4 separate regions of the Mus musculus genome follow, and all the other regions are linked to region 4. The links are chromatin contacts, called in public promoter capture Hi-C maps. All regions are on one chromosome and are shown on one strand. The core of a region is the stretch at or near the end of the contact, and the rest is flanking DNA. Distances in the headings are between cores, read along the strand shown.

Region 1 (3,084 bases), core at 339-2,838, 240 kb after region 4:
GGAGAGGAGTGGGAGGAAGCGAGAACAAACCCTTATCCAACCAGTAAGCCTGCCCAAGGTGGGAAGCCAGACCTTCCATTTCTCTCCTACAACCTCTACAAGTTTGCTAGTTAGCAGCCAGTCCACACCACTGGCTGTAGTAACTCAGTACATACTGATTTTTTTCTTCCCTTTTCTTTGGCACCAAAATTGAAACCATGGAATAATTTCTGCATAAAAGGCTCTGCTAACAGCTGGCTCCTGGCTTAGAGAATACCTTGTGGAGCCCAGTACTTAACACATAGCCTTTTTGTGTCTGTTTCAATGTCTACAAACTTCCTTTGAGGAACAAGTGGGAAAATTACAAGGACCATGACATCTCAACATCCATCATGGCTGCCTCAATAAGACCTGGATACCAGTTGACATGCCATGGTGGAAGGGGGAATCTCTCGGAGCTTCACCCCTAGATGATAAAATACAGGTACTTAAAGATTGCCAAGAGAGGGGGTCTTTCCTAAGGATGAGCCCAGTTGGCTATCTAATATCAAGTGATCAGCCCTAAAAGACATACACACATGAGCAGCACTAACCTGACTCAGTAGGTTGTATCAGTATATCTATTCATATACACGCAGAACAGTAATAATTAAAGAAAGAGAGGCCAAGAGAGGCCGAGAACTTGAGAAGGAGGAGGGTGGGGGGTGAGATTGGAGGGGGTAGACAGAGGAGGCAAATGGTATAAATGCACAAATATGGAATCTACAGAGATGGTGCCACGATGCTGACGTAAGGCTCAGGATTTGCAGGAAGGCTCGGGATTTGTAGGAAGGGAATCTTGGGTTGAAGTCTACAGAGAACGATATCTCTTCTGATCATTGGATGCAATCAACACACACCAGGGAGCATCCATAGTGGGCGGAATGCATGGCAGCCATAGTTTTTGGCTGACATCTGAAGCCTGTGGAGGATTTAGGGGTAGGAAGAATGAATTCCTTTAACAAGTCAAAGGACACCACAGCTCCACGCTGATTGCAGCGATGAGTAAGAGGCCCTGTCTCTTTCCTCCAGTCCGCATCAGTGATCTCTATTAGCCATTGATGCAATTCATTCATTACTTTAAGGGTCATTTTAAGCCCTTAATCTTAAAACCAGTCCCAAGTTGTTTCACGACTAAGAGACTGAGCTCCAACAAGGTTGGCTGAAGGCAAGGCCCTTCTGTGTGTAACTTTCATTTGTTTAGGGATTGCTTTCCAGGTTCCAGTCATGGAATGGGCACCGGGCAAACAGCGGTGCAAATGATTTGGCAGAAATCAACATCAGTTGGTTGAGCCATGCGTCATCTTCATCTCGAGAAGGAATTTGTATTGAGCAATAGGTTAGAGTTTCAAAATCCCAGAAAGTCCAGGAACATTAAAAAAAAAAAAAATAGAGGTGTATGGCAGAGTTTCAGCCGAGAGTCCACGTGTGATGTCTCAGCTTCAGGTTAGGGTAACCCTTTTGTGACTGGTTCTTCTCTACTAGTGAGAGCAATAGTCTTGGGATTTCACAATGCTCAGGGCTCAGGTGATCACTTGCAATGTCCCTCTGCTGATAACTTCCAAGACAGCTTCTGTCATTTTCAGCTCTCAGGTGGTTACTCTGATGGCCTCATGGTCCTGCCTGAAACAGAAAGTCTGCCACCTACTTCTGTAGCAGCAAGACTCCTGTTCTGTGGCTAAGCTTCCTGCCTGTGCAAGAGCCACAGGGAGGGGCCAAATGCATGCCACTGGGGCCACGCCTCCTGGTAAAGACATAAATAGTGATCCTCGGGACTGGTCATCAGAGCTCCCCTGCCTTCACCATGAAGTCCTGCGGCCTTTTACCTTTCACGGTGCTCCTTGCTCTGGGGATCCTGGCACCCTGGACTGTGGAAGGAGGCAAAAATGGTGAGTTGGAGTTGCTTTGGTCCAACATTGCCTGGAGTATCAGAGGTGGGGGCTCCTGATGGTTTGGGCTGTTTTTCAGTTTACTCTGACCTCAGGGCGACATCTGTGTCTCGCTGGGGTCTGAGGTCTTGATGAAGTTTCAAGGCATGTAGAGGTGCTCCTCTTATGCAGCCATCCTGTCAGCTCAGGTCTCACACAGCTCTGTCCCTGCCCTTTAGCCTTTCTGTTTGTTTCTGTCTCTGGCTTTAGTTCTCAGCATCTCACATATTAGTTCCCTTCCTATTTATTTCTCTTGGTCTCCATTATTCCTGCTCCCACCTTCTGTCTTTGTGAGATCTTGCTTAGCCCTGAGGTAGAAAACCTTGACTGGGAGCCCGGTACCTTTTATCCTCAGTCTGATTTTTCCTGGTCACATGTCTTGGTTGACCAAGTCTGACTTTTCCTCCCTAGGTCAGCCCGGTATTTCTCTTTGAAGTTGTGGGCCACTGGAATGAGGGTCTATATTCTGAGATGTGGACCTTCGTCTAGGAATGATGATAGTCCGTACCCTCCTAACATCTTGAGCTTCTCTTTAGATGCTATCAAAATCGGAGCCTGCCCTGCTAAAAAGCCTGCCCAGTGCCTTAAGCTTGAGAAGCCACAATGCCGTACTGACTGGGAGTGCCCGGGAAAGCAGAGGTGCTGCCAAGATGCTTGCGGTTCCAAGTGCGTGAATCCTGTTCCCATTCGCAAACCAGGTGAGCCAGCAGAGAAAACAGAGAGGGGACAATCAACGTCAAGAGCCACCCAGAGTGAATGAAGAGTCCCTCCCAGGCATCCTTGTTTCTAAGAGCTGTTGGGTCCAACATGTCAGTTAGTCAAGGCCTCTTGCTGCCATTGGCAGGAAGAGCCATTTGCCTGCAGTTGCCACTCTGTGAGGATGATGGCTTTACAACCATTCGGCCCTTTCGGGGCTGGAGAGCTGGTCCCCTGCATTGGCTGGAGGCTAGATGGTAGCGAGGAAGCAGGTCCTCTTTCAGGAGGCGTGTTTGGGAGGAGGTGACAAAGGTGATGGGTGGATGGGGACGAACTTCCTCGCTCAGGAAGGAGATGTTGGGTTAAAGACATGGAGATGTGTTGCCTGAGCCCTAAGACATCGGCCCTGTGAATCCTTTCTCAACAGTGTGGAGGAAGCCTG
Region 2 (2,968 bases), core at 348-2,847, 150 kb after region 4:
GCTGCCTCTCCTATAAAACCATGCCTAATAAGAAAGGATTTCTCCTTGTCATCCTCCTTCCTTTGAGACAGGGTCTCTCTACATAGCCCTGACTCATTGTGTAGACCAGGCTGGTCTTGAATTCAGAAATCTACTGGCACATGTCACCACACCCGGCTTATGAGAAAGAGTTTCTTATTCTAGTTAGAGTGATTCATTTATTTTCTCAGTGCCCAACTTTTAGGGAAGTATATTCAAATAATTGAGAACAATTGCTCACCGTTAAGTCTGGGGCAAGATAAACCCACGGTCAGTATTGGAAAACTGTTTTTCTCTCAAAGCTCTCTGCCACAAGAGACTTTAATTCTCAGAAAATAATTAAGGGCTAGAATAAGGAAAGCCAAGGAATAGAACAGGACAGAGTATGCCCTGCCTGTATTCTTATGGAGGAGGTAGTGCTGAGCTGGGACATAGTGAGTTAGGGTTAGTTTAGGCAATTCAAAGAGGAACAGGGGCGAGGGGTCATATTTACCTTGGAAAGTATGTGAATTCAGAATATCCTAAGACAGGCCAAAATGCCCTAATTCCAAAACCACATTATGTATGCACAAATGTACCCTTAGAACAATGTATCGGTATGTCAAAGATCAAAAGTTTTGATTGATGGTTCTAGCATGCCCCTCCCCCTACTTTTTTAAAGACAGGGTTTCACACTGACACCAGCTGGCTCATTTTAAACTCCGACTGTCCCCTTGCCTCAGTATCTCAAATGCCAGGATGACAGCCCTTCCCTATCACGTGTGTGTGTGTGTGTGTGTCCTTCAGTTTTTCGATTATTGATTCCATCAGTATCTGTGCTGAGGGTGGGACTAAAGAATCTTACCATTACCTACTTTGTTAGGATGGTGTTAGAAGCAACATTCTTGGATCCGGTGTAGAAGCCGCCTTGAGAAATAAGAGAGTCAATTGAGAGGACAAGTCAAAAGAGTAAGACTATTTCGTGACACGTGAGTATTACACACAATTCACACTTCAGTTGATAAATCACACTGTTTAGTGCACAGGCAGGCTCGTTCCTTTGTCTTTCCAGCTGCTTCTGCGCTGGCGCCCTGGGGTTGGAATAATTTCGACAGCAGGCCTGGAAAAACTTGAACCATTTCGTCGTTGTCGGTTCAGAGTTGCTAATCAAAAACTATCCGAATTCAAGCGCCACTTGGGGAATACTCCCTGACAAAGCGGAGCGCATCCGCTTTGAAGACTGGTAAAAACAGCAGACCCCTAGTCAATCCTACCCCGTTTATGGGCCTCAGTTTCCCCAGCTATAAATTGGGGGCTAAGCAGTGATCCTCGGATTTTAGGCAGACTGCCTCGCAGTAGATCGGTTAACTATCATGGGCTGCAGCTCCTGGAGCTACAGATTGAGGTCAGTTTGGAGCCGGCAGGCACGCTGTGGGCGGGTCCCCGGGCGGGTTGGGTCCCACCCCAGTGGTTTCCAGCTTGCCCAGCGCAGCACCCCGCAGGCCTAAGCTTTCCCGGGGGAATTCCGGGCGGTGCGGGCGAGCACTGGGGGCGGGGCAGGGCTGCTGCCTATAAGAAGGGCTGCGCGCCCGCTCCGGGCCACTGGTTTGCGCTGTTGAAGCCATGGCGCCTGCCTGCCTGCTTGCGCCGCTGCTGCTGCTGCTCCTCGGAGGCTTCCCCTTGGTCCCCGGAGAGTCGGTATGTATTTGAAGGATGTCTTGGAGGGGGGAGAATTGGGGGGTGCCTTCTTTGTCCCCTCAAATCCCGGGATCCGGAGGGAGTAGGGTGCATCGCGAACTGTGCTCCCTCCCCCCAACCCCCTCTGGACGCCGAGACAGGGAAAACTTTGTGAGGAAACTTTGCTCTTGGGTCTCGAGAAGGCTGCCGGAGACTCTTCCACGCGCCGTGCACCCCTAGCCTGTTGCTCTGAGCTCTGGACTCAGCCTGGCCTCTGGGCTCCCGGGTGGGACGTGACTAAGTTGGTGTCAACTTTTCTCCTCCCACACCCTCACCCCTACTTTGTGATCCCAGTGCTGGCGCTGCGCGCGGAGTGGCCCTCTGGGTGTCCATAGCAGGAGGCTCGAATCTGAGATGGTCTGGGGACGGGGTGGGCAGCTTGTATTCGGGAGCTGGAACACTTTAGGGCTGTGCGGAGGACCCCGTTTCACAAACCCTGGGGAATGGAGAAGACTGAATCCTGGCCTTCGTTCTGGCCACAGTCTTGGTACGACTGACTTAAGGGGCAAGATCACCTCCTTCTAAGGTCACCTGACCTATCTACAGAACATATCATGAGGTGACCCTTCCTGCTTTAGGCTGTCCAAAAAGTAGGGTTCCTTATTTTTCCAGAGCGGACTTAAAGGATAACTTTCCGATCAGCTCCAGGCTAGAGATTGAGCTTCAACTGTTTTGTGGGAAGTGTTTTGGTTGAAACCGCACACGGGGAAATTGAGGCACCCACCTGAGTGCGGAGAAGGATCTAGAGGAGAAAAGATCCCAGGGAACCTAAAGAAACCTTTCCTTTTCAGGATCAGAGTCAACAAGGATCTAGGGCCGGATCAGCTCAGTCCTAGCAGGCGTTTAGGAGGCAAGGGAATTTACAGGGCATGACAGTTCCTGGGAGAGGGTGGTCTGACCCATGAGCACGGGCCATTTGTACCGTTAGTCTAAGTTTTAGGGGGAGTGAGACTCTGGAGTTTAATCATTAATGTTCTTTTGAAAGCCACCTTTTCTCTGGGCTTATTTAGGGAATAGTTGATTATGTTCAGGAGGCTCGAGATGAGAGTGTATGCACTCTCTAGCACAATTGCAGTTAGGTACGGAACCCATTGCATGCTGGTTTCTGCTCTGATGGCTTCCTGGTGGCTTTGGAATCGAGCGTGTTTAATTTCAGAAAACCTCCCTGTTTACCATTCTTAAACTAGTCCTCAGGCAGAGGTTAAGTAACCTGCTGAAGGTCACACAGCTACCA
Region 3 (3,311 bases), core at 315-2,814, 150 kb before region 4:
TTAGTCACCAGGTCCTCACCTTCATGTACTTGTTGAAGACACCCTGGATCTCCTCATTGATGCTAGGCTGCAGGACAGCACGGAGGAGATCCATAGAGATGGCTGGGTCTGTGAAACTGGGGTTGTTGGGGAGACAGAGTCAGGGGAGTGTTCCAAACAGACCTTCCCAGACTACTCAGCTAGTTAGCAACATGGGATTCTAAAATTTATTTCATTATAACTCTGTGAAATAGGAATTATTTTCCAAGTATTTTATGAAATATAATACACACATATTTTTTCTTTTCCTTTTTTAGAGACAGAGTCTCACTATGTAGTCTGGTTGTCTTGGAACTCACTACATAGATCAGGCTGGCCTTAAACTCACAGAGGTCTGCCTGCCTCTGCCAAGTATTGTAATTAATAAATGATTATCACTATCCCAGGTCAAAAATACAAGAAGAATTCCCAAGGCCCATCCCTTCCCCAGGCTGGATGCCCCATGTCAAAGCTGAGAAAACAGAGTCTAAGAAAAGCTAAAGGCTTGTGTTAACAAACATCTCAGTCTGCATTAGAACAGATGTCTGTAATCTTGAATTCACATCCTCTGACTTACAGACTTCAATCACGGAGACAGACTAGACGTTCATTCCTTCCCTGCTTGGTTAGGATGTGGACCTGACAAGGTGACAGGAAGTTACAGCCTCCCCACTCCTGTGCTCTTTACGGGCTGTTGATCTCAGACTCCTACAGTGGGGTTCCCAAAGCACTCACTGCAGTCCACACAACTGGATCTCAGGTCTCACCCAGGTCGAGCCTTACCTTGTGGTCATCTGAGATCGGCGGCCCCTTCGCTGCACCTGCCGATGTTTTATCATTATGTTCCAAGGGTTCTGTTGGGGACCAAGTGGGCAAATGTCACCGAGGCTTCTCATAGTGAGGATGAGGAGAAAGTGAGTATGGCGCTAAACCTAGACGTTCCTGCTTCTCACTTCTCCCACCTTGGGGTGAAGGGGAATTAATTCAGTGGCTGGAAGACCCTGTCAGGGTGGAGGAACTGGGAAAATGTTTTCTGTCACCAATGTCCAAAGCTCGCTTTTTCTGGAAGAGCAAGAGGAAGGGCAGCAGTGTTTACCTAGGGTCTACTATGAGGCGGGTGACGAGTCAGGGCGTTCTACCCGCCTTTATCAGCCCATCCCACCACAACTCCAGCAAGCTCGGGTTATTGCTGTTCATTTCACAGAAGAGAAACCTGGCGCTCAGAGGGTGTCACATCAGGCCCACGTCACCTAGCTACAATCTGAATCCAGCTTGTAGCGGCACTGAGAAAACGACATTCCCAGGGCCGCACGGCCGCCGCGTTCTTTCGCCCGCGGGCCCGGGGCCCGGGAGCCCGAGGCCCTGCCCGGCCCGAGCCCCGGCCTCGCCCGGGCGCCCTCACCGTGAGAACCGGCTGGCCCGCCGCGCCCGCGTCGCCCAGCTCCAGGCCACCTCGCTCCGCCCCGCCGGGGCCCCGCGGCTGCTCGGTGTCGCCAGTCGCCCCCATGGCGCCCCCCGGCCCACAACAACCTCAGCTCGACTCAGCCACCGGAAAGCGGCGCCGTGACGTCACGGGAGCGCCCGAGCCACCCGGCCGGAAGCGCGACGCGCGTGCGCCGTGGGGTTGCTATGGGAACCGAACTGCCGCCTAGGAGCCACCTCGTCTTTGGTGTCGGGGACGACGTTGAGGCTTCCAGACCCCTGGGAGACAACGGCTGGGGACCGAGTGTGGGTGTTCGGGGGCCATTCAGTCAAGGGACGAGGGCGGTGTGAGGGCAGCAGAGCATACACTTCAGCGGGGGAGCACGGGGCTTCGGATGAGGGCAGCCCGAAGTTCAATCTTTGAAAACCGCAGGAACATCTGAAATCTTAGCACAGCCTCCCCCGAATTGGAGTAGTCTGACTCAGGAACCGGGAAAGCCAACAAAAGAAGGGGTTGTTGGTGCCACCCTAAATACCCAAACACCTAAACACCATACTACTAGCCTTTGCGGGCTGCCGCTTGTGTCGAAAGGCATCAGAATGAAAGTTGGGTTTTGGCTTGTGAACTAGTCCTGTTGCAGAGAGCTGGCCTTCTCTCCCCTAGATGGTTGATTCTGGGATAGGTAGGGGATGAAAGGTTTAACAACTGTGGCGTTCTCCAGAGCTCCTCTTAGCACTACCTCAGAGAGGTAAGCTGTCTGTGAAAGAATTCGGATTCAGTTACGGGTGATAAAATAACTCTTCTCGGGTCACAAGAAGCAGGTAGTGTAACGTATATGAATTTTGTGTTAGGAAAGATCTAGATTCCAACCTGATGTGATATGATCGTTAACGTTGGATAGGGCCTGGTGTGATAACATAACCCCAACACCGAGGAAGGAAGTAGCTGTGGTGTAGAGCTGTCTCAAAGCCAAAGGCTAAGAACATTGGCTGTGGGACTGGATCGCTTACCGCTATTCTCCTGCATACTAATTGCACGGTCATTCGTCCACAGTTTCAAGTATTCCAGCCTGGACCATGTAACTAAGGATCTGCCTCCACCTCCACAATGCCGGTTCACAGGCATGCCACAGTCCACGTTTGGTTTATGTCGTGTTGGAAATTGACCCCAGAGTCGTCATATGGTTGATACTAGGGCTGGATTATTTTATGCAAAGCACTTAAAACTTTGGTATAAGTAACTCCTTAAATTATTCTAATATAATAGTAATTTCCAGCAACCGTCACTTAAGGACTTTTTCCTCTGAAATATTATTGTATGTATTAAAATACTGCATATAAAACACATATTAGATAATCAACAATGCCAGTTTTGTTCCATGTTCCAACGTCCACTTTTATTTTTTTAGGTTTACTTATGTGTATGAGTGTTTTGCTGGTATGCATGTATGTATGTACATCATTTATGTACCTGGTATCCGCAGAGGTCAGAATAGGGTATTGGATCCTTTGGAAATAAAGTTATGGATAATTGTAAATTTCCCTGTGGGTGCTGGGAACTGAACCCTGGTCCTCTACAAGAGCAACACATGCTCCATGACTGCTGGGCCATCTTTCTAGCCCCAACATCCACCTTTTAACAAGGCACTTCCTTGCTTTAAACAATGGTGGCTTTTTTGTTTTTGTTTTCCCTTAGGCAAGACCCTCCTCTGTAGCTCTAGGCTGAGCTTCAATTTAGGCCCAAGCTGACAGTGTAATCTACCTGTCTCTCTCTGCCTTCCCAAGACTGGAATGGCAAGCAGACACTACCATGCCTGGCTTTGGATATATGAAGATAGTCTTTTGTTGTTACGTTTTTACCTGTACTCTGC
Region 4 (3,253 bases), core at 281-2,780:
TAACCTGGACATGTTAGCATCTTTTTTATCCCCTGAGAGAGTTTAAGGAAGAAGGCAGATTTAGCCTTCAGGGGTCATCAGGAAGTGTTTTAACCGTAGTCCTTCAGCCTGTCTCTACTGACATGGGCTACTTTTGTTTCCCTTCGGACTAGGGTTACAATTCTTTCCTTCAAGTCTACAATAAATTAGATCCTCATCACCAGCCAGTGGCCTGAGGTGGAGACTCACAGACTCGGTGCCCTGGAATCCTGTCTCGCACATTCACTGGCTGGGTGATACTTGTTAGAATCCTTTCTGCTCTGGGTCACATAATCCTGCTGCAAGATAAAATACCCCAGGGTCTTTCAGATTAGAAACACCAAGTTTTCGCCTGCTGGCTGTCTTTGAGAGAATACAGAAGTCCAAGAAGATCAGGTTGTCTAGTAGAAATTCTATTTCTAAGACCTGAGCTGTAGGTCCATGGGAGAGTGTCTCCCAGCCTATGCAGATCTGGGCTTAATCCCCAGCAAAATCATTTTAGCATTTTTGAGAAATAATCCTTAAGTGACATTGCAAATCTGCTGATATGGGATTTCCATGGGGGTTCTGCCTCTGATCCCGATGATGAGGCTGTGTGCTTAGCTATCACATAAAACAAGTTGAGAACAATGACCTGCACAATATGTTACCAGCACAGGGAAAGAAAGTAGAATCTGGCTGTTAATATTTTCCCTTTCGCAGAGAGCTTCTCTGCCTTCTAGCCCAGTGTTCAGCAGCTGGTACTGGAGATGCACAACTAGGAGGGGGCTGCTCACGTGTGCACCCTTCTTCTGACAGCACACTTAGTATCCAGCAGCTCTACAGTGTTGTCCTTGATTCAGCTGTAGTCTCTCAGACCCGTGTCTTTATTTCAGTGTCTTCTCAGGCAACACTCTGTCATGTGGTGGAGGCTCCCTGCGCTCTGCAACATTCAACAACACTGTGACAAATGCTATCTAAAGACTCTGTTATCCACCTGGTTTCTCCCCAGTCCTGTGCTCTCTTTGGCAACTCTTTACTCTTTGGCCTTCATTTAAAAAAAAAAGTGTCCCTGAGAGATGATAAATGGGAAAACGGTGGGAAGAAACTGTGGGAGAGGGAGAAGGGAACACAGAGACCTTGGACCTACCATGGGAATAAACATGAAGAGATATTAAGACAATAGAGAGTGTGCTTAACGGAGTGAGTGTTTTAAAAGTGGTAAATTAATGGTAAAGAGGGCATGCCACATTAACTTTGAGTTATCAAGATGAAGGCCCAAGAGGACAGCATTGACCCTCAGTGCAGCATGGATGGTGTAGAGTACACTTTGGGCACTACCCTGGTTGACCAGAATGCTAGCCCTATGCAGTCCAAGCAGAAAGGCTTTCTCCATAGATGTGGGCTGTGAATGTCATTAGCTCCACTTATGATCTCGAGAACTTGGTGTTCCCAGCAAGATAGTAGGTGACTGGCTTTTCTCCAGCTCTTACAGCCAAGGTACAGCCTACTGAGAGAATCGGATGGGCGAAGGCAGCAGACATTTCCATGTTCTAGAACTACCAGCCAGGCCAGCCCCTCGCCAGAATGAAGCTTTCTGGATTTGTGAGCATTCTTGTGCTATTTGGCCTGCTTGCAAGAGTCCAGGGACCTAGTCTAGCTGACTTGCTGTTTCCCAGTAAGTACTGTTTTTTTCTAGTGTTGTCTGGGAGAAAGGGAAGTTTACTGGAAGGAAGAGACAAAGAACAATTCCTCAGGTGTGGGTCACCTTTCTACAGCTCCTTCCTGGGTGTGGCTCAGGAGAGGAGAGAGATACTTATAAGGTCTCTTAGTGTTACAACGACCTCTGTGTTGATACAGGGACAGGGGTCTGGGGAAACACCTTCAAAGTCCCTTTAAAAAGGGGAGGTGAGGAAGGGTTATGGTTCCAACATTAATGGGAAGACCTTTCACCTCTTAAAGAAGTAGACAGACATATTTGTCTGGGGGCTCTGGGGTCAGAGTTGGTGGGTTGTACAGAGTTGGTAGCCTGGTGATCTTGAGCAAAATATTTAATTTCCACGTGTCCTCTCTGGAACTTGATTTCTTCATTTTAAACGAATTTTGGCCCTACAGCTTTGTGGTGAAGAAACAGGACAGAGTAAAGCTTCCCCCCACGGTGACCGCTCTGCAGGTATTAGCTAACATTTGCTTGTGTTCACTATCTCATTTAATCCTCACAAGAACTCTACGAGAGGAAGTCCTATCAACACTCCTGTTTTATTCTTTTAATTTAAAATTTTGGAATTTTAAACATTAAAATATAATTTTCCCCTTCCTTTTCTTCCTTCCAATTCCTTTTACATACCTGCTCCCACTCCGTCTGAAACTACGGCCTCTTTTTCTTTAATTGTTGCTGTTATCTGTGTGTGTGTGTGTGTGTGTGTGTGTGTGTGTGAGAGAGAGAGAGAGAGAGAGAGAGAGAGAGCCTAAATAAATACAGCCTGCTGTGTCTGTTTATTATTTTCTGTATGTATATGATTTCAGGGCTGACCATTTGGTATTGGATAAGCAATTAAATTAGGGGGGTCTTCCCTGGGAAAGACTATTTCTCCTGAACTTAGCACCCCTTAGTTGTATATAGCTCTTTGTCCGTAAACTTCCCTCTTTGAAACTAGAAGACACAGAATTTAAAGAATGTGCCCACCATCACAAGGCTACCAGCATTCAACCAACTAAAGATTTTTCTACGATAACACCTGTATTAACCCGTTGAAAATTGTATACAATGTATTTAGGATCCTGTTTCTCCTCCACAACACACACACTCCCGGCAGAGTTAGGATTCCAAAACCCAGCTGCAGGTGGGGGAGGAATCACTGTGCAATGTTGCCCTCTAGAGGAAAACAGCAACACGACATAACTGAATAGCTAGAACAAAGGAAACAGAGGCTGTAGTGGAAAGGGTCTACTCCCAAGGAGGCATTCCCAGGGTCTGGAGAGTGTCTGGATTGTTAGGAGATGGATGGAGTGCCCAGGATGTCTAGTACATGAGGCCAAGGTGGCTGTTAAAGGTTCCACAAAGCACAGGGCAGCTCCCATGGCCAACAGGTGATTGTCACCAGTGTTGAAAAGTTCTGCCCCAGCAGCTGGGGGGTAGCAGGGATGGAGGGAAGAAGGTATGGAGGAGTGTTGAAGAGGTTAGAGTGGGTAGTGATGGAAACGGGAGCAAAGAAAAGGCTTCCTTCACCGTGAGCAAATTTGAACATGAGCTTCC

The links. Promoter capture Hi-C pulls out the DNA fragments that hold promoters and counts their contacts. Capture Hi-C pulls out chosen DNA fragments and counts their contacts.
Region 1: a promoter capture Hi-C map of adipose tissue shows a contact between it and region 4. The contact joins the promoter of Slpi here to the promoter of Eppin in region 4. A contact is called at or near these places in 3 of 39 promoter capture datasets (embryonic stem cells, liver and stem cell-derived epiblast-like cells) and 2 of 9 other capture datasets (adipose tissue and liver).
Region 2: a promoter capture Hi-C map of the SN4741 cell line shows a contact between it and region 4, with 2.8 times the contacts expected there. The contact joins the promoter of Sdc4 here to the promoter of Eppin in region 4. A contact is called at or near these places in 2 of 39 promoter capture datasets (the SN4741 cell line and embryonic stem cells), 2 of 115 datasets of contacts at active chromatin or transcription factors (embryonic stem cells and pancreatic cancer cells) and 2 of 9 other capture datasets (adipose tissue and liver).
Region 3: a contact with region 4 is called in a promoter capture Hi-C map of macrophages, with 6 read pairs. The contact joins the promoter of Dnttip1 here to the promoter of Eppin in region 4. A contact is called at or near these places in 12 of 39 promoter capture datasets (the 3T3-L1 cell line, 3T3-L1-derived adipocytes, the C10 cell line and 8 more), 1 of 15 datasets of contacts at CTCF or cohesin (the NIH/3T3 cell line), 17 of 484 Hi-C or Micro-C datasets (Sertoli cells, bone marrow-derived macrophages, cerebellum and 8 more), 8 of 115 datasets of contacts at active chromatin or transcription factors (embryonic stem cells, epiblast stem cells, forebrain and 4 more) and 4 of 9 other capture datasets (adipose tissue, embryonic stem cells, liver and 1 more).

Annotation. Positions count from the first base shown.
Region 1 is chr2:164,355,011-164,358,094 of GRCm38.p6, reverse strand. Slpi (secretory leukocyte peptidase inhibitor) reads left to right here and starts at 1,588. Exons shown (of 4, transcript NM_011414.3): 1 at 1,588-1,907; 2 at 2,483-2,644; 3 at 3,070-3,084. The coding sequence starts at 1,823.
Region 2 is chr2:164,441,817-164,444,784 of GRCm38.p6, reverse strand. It overlaps Sdc4 (syndecan 4), which reads left to right and starts at 1,597. Exons shown (of 5, transcript NM_011521.2): 1 at 1,597-1,695. The coding sequence starts at 1,621.
Region 3 is chr2:164,744,268-164,747,578 of GRCm38.p6, reverse strand. Dnttip1 (deoxynucleotidyltransferase, terminal, interacting protein 1) reads right to left here and starts at 1,564. Exons shown (of 13, transcript NM_133763.1): 1 at 1,421-1,564; 2 at 802-872; 3 at 20-116. The coding sequence starts at 1,525. It also overlaps a transcript of Wfdc3 not described here.
Region 4 is chr2:164,591,848-164,595,100 of GRCm38.p6, reverse strand. Eppin (epididymal peptidase inhibitor) reads left to right here and starts at 1,530. Exons shown (of 4, transcript NM_029325.2): 1 at 1,530-1,675. The coding sequence starts at 1,585.